2 separate regions of the Ovis aries genome follow, and region 1 is linked to region 2. A link is a contact called in public Hi-C data. All regions are on one chromosome and are shown on one strand. The core of a region is the stretch at or near the end of the contact, and the rest is flanking DNA. Distances in the headings are between cores, read along the strand shown. Region 1 holds the start of FMNL2 (formin like 2). Region 2 overlaps FMNL2 (formin like 2).

Region 1 (3,035 bases), core at 284-2,783, 130 kb after region 2:
GGGGACTAACTGCGGTCCAGACGCCGGCTGGGGCGAGGGGGAGACCGCCACACCCTCCTGAGCTCACAGCACTGACAGGCTCAGGCTGGGAGGGGCCCAGAAACTTACACCCAGCAAGGAAAGGCAGAAGAGAGTCTTCAAGTGTCTCAGATTTACAAAGCTGGAAAGCTAGGAGAAGGGGATTCCGAGAGAGGGAGTCGGAGATTTGGTAAGGGGAGGGGAGGGATCCCTAGAGTCAGGACAGCTTGCAACACGTCCCCGCAAAACTGCACATTTTTGTGGTTTGTTTTAAGACGAAAAGGAACGCGCCGAGGCGAAGCTTCTCTCGCGCCGGTTTCAGATGTCCCCCTCCTCGCTTAGGGACGGGGACGCCGCACTGCCGCGGGTTTCCTTCTCTTTCCCTTTTGGGGGAGCTCCCCTCTGCCAAGCCAGACGTCCGCCTCCAAGTTCGCCTTCGCGCACCGCGCCGCCCTCAACCCGCCACATGCGCCCATCAGCCCCGTACCCCGCAGGGCCCCGGCTGGGCGCCCGCTGGATGGTTCTCGAGGACTCGGGCTTTGAGGGGAGTTTTTTTCTTAAACAAAAAGCCTTAGCGGCCAGCCGCCCCCTCCTCCAAGCCCGCGCCACCTTCCCTTCACGCCCACGCCGCACCTCCCCGACACACGCGCTGCGAGGTGCCTCTCCCGCCAGACAATGGGTTCGGGGCCGGCCAGTCAGCCAACCCCCAGACCCGTGCCCCATTCCGGGACCCCAAGAAGGCTTGGCGCGGGGAGATCGGAGGAGGACCGAGAGGAGGCCAAGGGAGGCCACAATAAGCGAAGCAGGCGCCTCCCCCTTGGGACCGGGGATTCGCTCCCGGCGCGCGGAGAAGGGGAGAGGGCGGGGGTCAGCTGCACCGCCTGGTCTGGGGCCCCGGGGCCCGGCTCCCGGCCGCCGCCGCGCACTCACCAGCACGATGGCAAATCGCTCCTCCAGTTCACCTGGCTCGGGCATCGGCAGCTTCAAAGGCACGTTGTGCGCCCTGAAATCGGTCTGCTGTGAATCCATGCTCCCGGCGTTGCCCATGTTGGCTGCACGCCGGGGCAGGGGGCTACTCCGGGCCCCCTGCGTCCGCGTCGGAAATCAGAACAGCTCCCGGCGGCCGGCTCCCGCCCGCTGGCGCAACCAGCCCGGCTCCCCGCCCTCCGCTGCGCCCCCGGCGAGTGTGCAGCGCGCGCCGCTCCCTAGCAGCGCTCGGAGCCGAGCCGCCCCCGGCCTGCCTCATGCTCCCCGCCGCCCCAGCGCCGCCCCGGCCTCCTTTCCTCGGGAGGGGTCGTCAGGGCGCTGGGCGCCTATCTGCATGTTGCTCCGCTGGCACGCCGCCCCCTGCCAGCGATAGCGGCCAACGGGAGCGTGGTTGCTCGGACTTGGTCTCCCGCCGGGACAGTGATCGCCGCTGACACTTCCAGCTCTACGCCGGCGATCACAACGGTGGCTCGACCAGCACCTAGAGCAGACAAATGCAGCTCCGCGCTCCCGACACAATGCCCCTCTCGCCCGGCCCCCGCCCCCGGCCCGGCTCCGCCCACTCGCCCCGCGGACTGCCGGGACCAGTAGTTTCTGCCCAAAGTGTCTGCACGCAGAAACCACGCCCTCTCTGGAGGGCCCGGCTGAGTTAGGGCCGCTTGCAGGAAAGGCAATCTGAGCACCTTCGGGAAGTGTCACTTTTGACCCCCACCCCCACGCCACTCCAACGGAAGAGATACTAATCGCCTACATTGATTAGTAGGCAATCGGGCACATTTGGCAAGTGAATGAATTAACCAGTCAATGATTGAATGCACGCATTTTGATTTAAATTTCAGGAGCTGTTCAACAGGAGACCTCATGGGTATTGGCAACTTTCTCCGTCATAAACTGGGATGTGGGTCCATGGGTGTTTGTTATATTGTTCTTTCTTCCCTGTGTATGTTACACATTCACATATTCTTTTGTGCAGTTGAAATGTTTTATAAACAAATGTACTTTTATGGATATTTACAAACTTTCAGATGGATATATACCTTTATACGTCCTGGTCAGACCCCAGGATTTGGATGAGGAGGATTCAAAACAAATATCTGTCAAAAAGCTATTACAAATGGGTTACTGTGTTCCTTAACTAGAGAAAGACTTTCCAGTCAAATGAAGGAGAAAATTTACACAACTATGCTTTGCATGAGAAATAAGAACAGAGCATTTGAAAAGGCTCTGGAGATGGTCTTTGGCTGTAGCTGTTTTATTCCTCTATAGCACTCTTGTTCCAGGTGTTTTACAGAGAAGACTGGGCCCAACCCTGCCCTTCCTGAGTGCTCTTACAACTATTCTGTCCATTCAGAGACAGTGGAATTAGAGACAGCCTTAGAAAACGTGTAGCCACATTACCCTTTGTAGATTTCAAGGGTACCCACCTGGTTGACTTGTGGCTGCAGTCCTGTGATTAGTCCTTTCTTAGCTTAAAATAGTGTTTCTTAATCCTGGTTCCTGTATCAGATTCACATAGGGAGGTTGTTAAAACTGCACTGCAGGATGGGCCCTGACTATTATCAGAATTTCCCTAAGCTAAGAGCTAGGGCCGGGACAGGTATATTTTTAACAAGCCCTCCAGGTGCTTCTGATATAAAACTGGAGTTGTTACCCTCTTGTTAAAAATCAACTGCTTCTAAATGAGGTAACACACCAAAACTCAGGCATCAAGAATCATGTTTCATTCAGGTTTATAAACTTCAAGATGACTTGAACACAGTGGATGTTCAATAACTACTGAATTTTTACCAAAAGCCTATGGAGCAGATATACACAAATACATCATGTGTGTGTATGGTCTCTTCGGTAAATCACTTATAGTTTGGTTTTGTTGTTTTTTCTTTAAGAAGGGAGCAAGTATAAATAAGTTCAACTTAAAATCCGAATAAATGCAATCTGTATTTCTAAAATTATACTATATCAAAGTTAATAGTAAATGTGTTACCAATCAAAGAAAGAAAAACAGGGACACACAGACACCAACTAGTGAA
Region 2 (2,700 bases), core at 180-2,679:
GAAAAACAAATCAGGTGCTACAGTGAAATTCAGCAGAAATGGAAAACTCCTCTTGACTGAAAGAATAATTGACTTGTCAATTTTTCACCACCTTCATCTGATCACACGATATTCCAAGTGGTAATTTATTCAAAGGCTATAAAGCATTGTGAATGTGATGCCCAGCTTATTATATATCATTGTTTTTGCATTTGTACCCTAAATAAGACACCAACTTCAACAAAGTCATCATGTTACATTAGCTCTCCCCACTGAATCAATTGTTACAGGCAGCTGCCACCAGCAAATTACCCATTCACCATCTTTCAAGCACTCACTTTAGCAGAAGTATTATTCTATAGAGGAACATTCACATCTATGATTCAAAAGAGCACTGCCAAGCAGAATTATAAGGTGAGCCACATATAGAACTGAATTCACCAGTATCCACATCAAAAAGTAAAAAGGAAGTGAAATCAATTTTAATAACATTTTAGATATGTTGGTTTAAGTAAGACATATTATTTAAACATGTAACCAATATAAAAGCTATTAACGATAAAATATGAAAAAGAATGCAAACTTTGCTTTCAAATCCTGAGTATATTTTATACTTAGAACATATTCCAACCCAGATGCTAAACTTTCATCAGATATACTTATGTTTAAATGTCACGAAAGATCCAGTTGAAATAGGGCAGCTTTACATACCCAAGTTGTTTCAAACATAGTTTATCTGTTTCAAAATTTCATTAAAAGTGAAATGAAATGAAAATGTCTGCTCTTTAGTTAAACCAGCCACATTTCGGTGCTCCATAGCTATGTGAGGCTGGTGGTTCCTGAATCGGATAGCATTGTTCTAGAACCAAACAAACCCTCTCTTGAGGAAACTAGGCAGGAATATATCAGGGAAAGTTTACTTGTTAACGTAAGGTGTCAAGGGAAGTAACGAAGTCAGAGTTCTGCACAGTCTCTCCAATAAAGACATCACTGTTAAACCAGAGCCATGACTCTTCTATGGCTTCTCAGAAGCTAAATCAATCCTTGCATGATCACTTGGGTTAGCAATTTCAGAGCAGCAGTGTAGATCTGGGAGCAGGGGTTCTGCAGACTAACTGCCTGGGTTTAGAATCCAGATCACCAGACACGGCACCTTGGGCATGCAGCCCAACCTCTCTGTGCTTTGAGTTCCTTACTGGGAAAATGGGATGATGGTGATGAAAGTACCCATGAAATAAGGTGATTTTGAGGATTAAATGAGCTAAAACACATAGCTGAGCACAGTGCCAGGCACACATTGAGAGCCCAATAAAAGCATGCTACCGGCCTGCACCACCTTTCACCAAGAAGTAAAATGCTGCATGGCAAAAAGCCACTGTGTGCACATGCACACCCTGGAGAAAGACCACAGCTCTCTCACTAAGAAATGCCAACCAGAACAGACCCTACACTGTTAACAACTTTGGCAAACAAAATAACATCTGCACAGACAGTTCTTTAAACAGCGTATACAATCAGAACAGGGTGCCCAGGATCAAAAAAGATGCAGCCTAACTACACAGGATGAATCATGGGAGAAGCTCTGTCAGTCTCCATGTGCAGAAAAGGAGGAGGCAGGGAAGGGCCAGAGAGTGGGAGAAGTACCGCTTACCAAACAGAGCAAACTCAAGCCCAAGTGTGAGCACATGTGGTCTTTATTAAGTCTGAGGAGTCTGGTTACATCTATTTTCAGACTTTTGTGTTTTTGTAATTTCAGTTTGCCAAAAGGAATGACAATCCATCAAGAATTACTGATGAGCAGGTTCAGCACAGAGAGAAATGTTTTGGCACTTCCAGGAAAAAAACAGTAGGATGGTGGGGTGGATGGGCACAGTCCATGACCCTAGCTCTGCTTGTGGGGAGGGGGGAGAGCCAAGTTACCAGGAAAAAACGAGAAGTGAGATTTTTGCCCAGACACCAGGCTTCCTCGGGGGTTAAGCTAAGGTGATATCAGTCTGGCGAAGAAGTAAACACAGGGTGAGAACACTATGACTTCTCTCAGGGCAGGAGCAGCCCCCACTGGCTCTATGTGAGGCTTCCCAGGCTGCAGGCGGCGGGACAAAGGAAGAAGAAATGATCTTCAGCAGCACCAGAAACTTCAGACACAAAATCCGAGCAACCTGATACTCAAGAAGAGAAGCCACAGAGTCACCGGCGCCAACCCAACTCTACAAAAAGATGTGACCAGTCCTCCTGGCCTCCAGCTTACGGCACCTGGAGTGAAAAGCAGATGTTGCTATGCTTCTTTGGGTCAAGCTGAGAACAGAAGATCTCTTCTGTCAAGTACAAAGGAGAAACTCTGTAAGAATTTATCTTGCTTAGAGTTCCAGAATACCACAGTCATTGGGCTGTCTACCCCACCATCTCCTTTCCCAACAACCCCTCAACACTCAGGAAAACTTGAGAGGTCTTAGGAGGGAGAAGGCCAAAGGAGGCCAAGTGTTAACAGAAGAGCCTGATGCCATTTTCATTTCATCAGGCGACTTCAGGTCCACACTTCAAATCCAGTTACTGGCCAGATTCCTGGCTTAATGACTCAATCCAAAGTGGTCCAGACTGTATCTAGCATTGCTTAAGAGCTGAAGTGGTAACTGGCGACAAAGAGGCTATAAAGGGTTAAGGGAGAAAAGAGAATTCCAAACTCTTCTTGGAAATTATCTCCCTCTCCCTTGCGGCTCAGCT

Evidence for each region. Hi-C and Micro-C count contacts between places; a contact is called where the count stands out from the background.
Region 1: a Hi-C map of hypothalamus shows a contact between it and region 2, with 3 times the contacts expected there. The contact joins the promoter of FMNL2 here to the enhancer-like site in region 2. A contact is called at or near these places in 2 of 16 Hi-C or Micro-C datasets (hypothalamus and skin fibroblasts).

What each region holds. Positions count from the first base shown.
Region 1 is chr2:157,295,435-157,298,469 of ARS-UI_Ramb_v3.0, forward strand. FMNL2 (formin like 2) reads right to left here and starts at 1,534. Exons shown (of 26, transcript XM_060409919.1): 1 at 949-1,534. The coding sequence starts at 1,065.
Region 2 is chr2:157,165,167-157,167,866 of ARS-UI_Ramb_v3.0, forward strand. The region is part of intron 1 of FMNL2 (formin like 2); the gene reads right to left. Among named protein-coding and RNA genes, the nearest start is that of FMNL2, 130 kb to the right of the region's middle. Within about 2 kb of position 1,430, at least 11 of the 54 cell types and tissues checked have an H3K27ac peak or open chromatin away from gene starts, as enhancers often do. A contact at or near this core is called in hypothalamus, where this site is marked.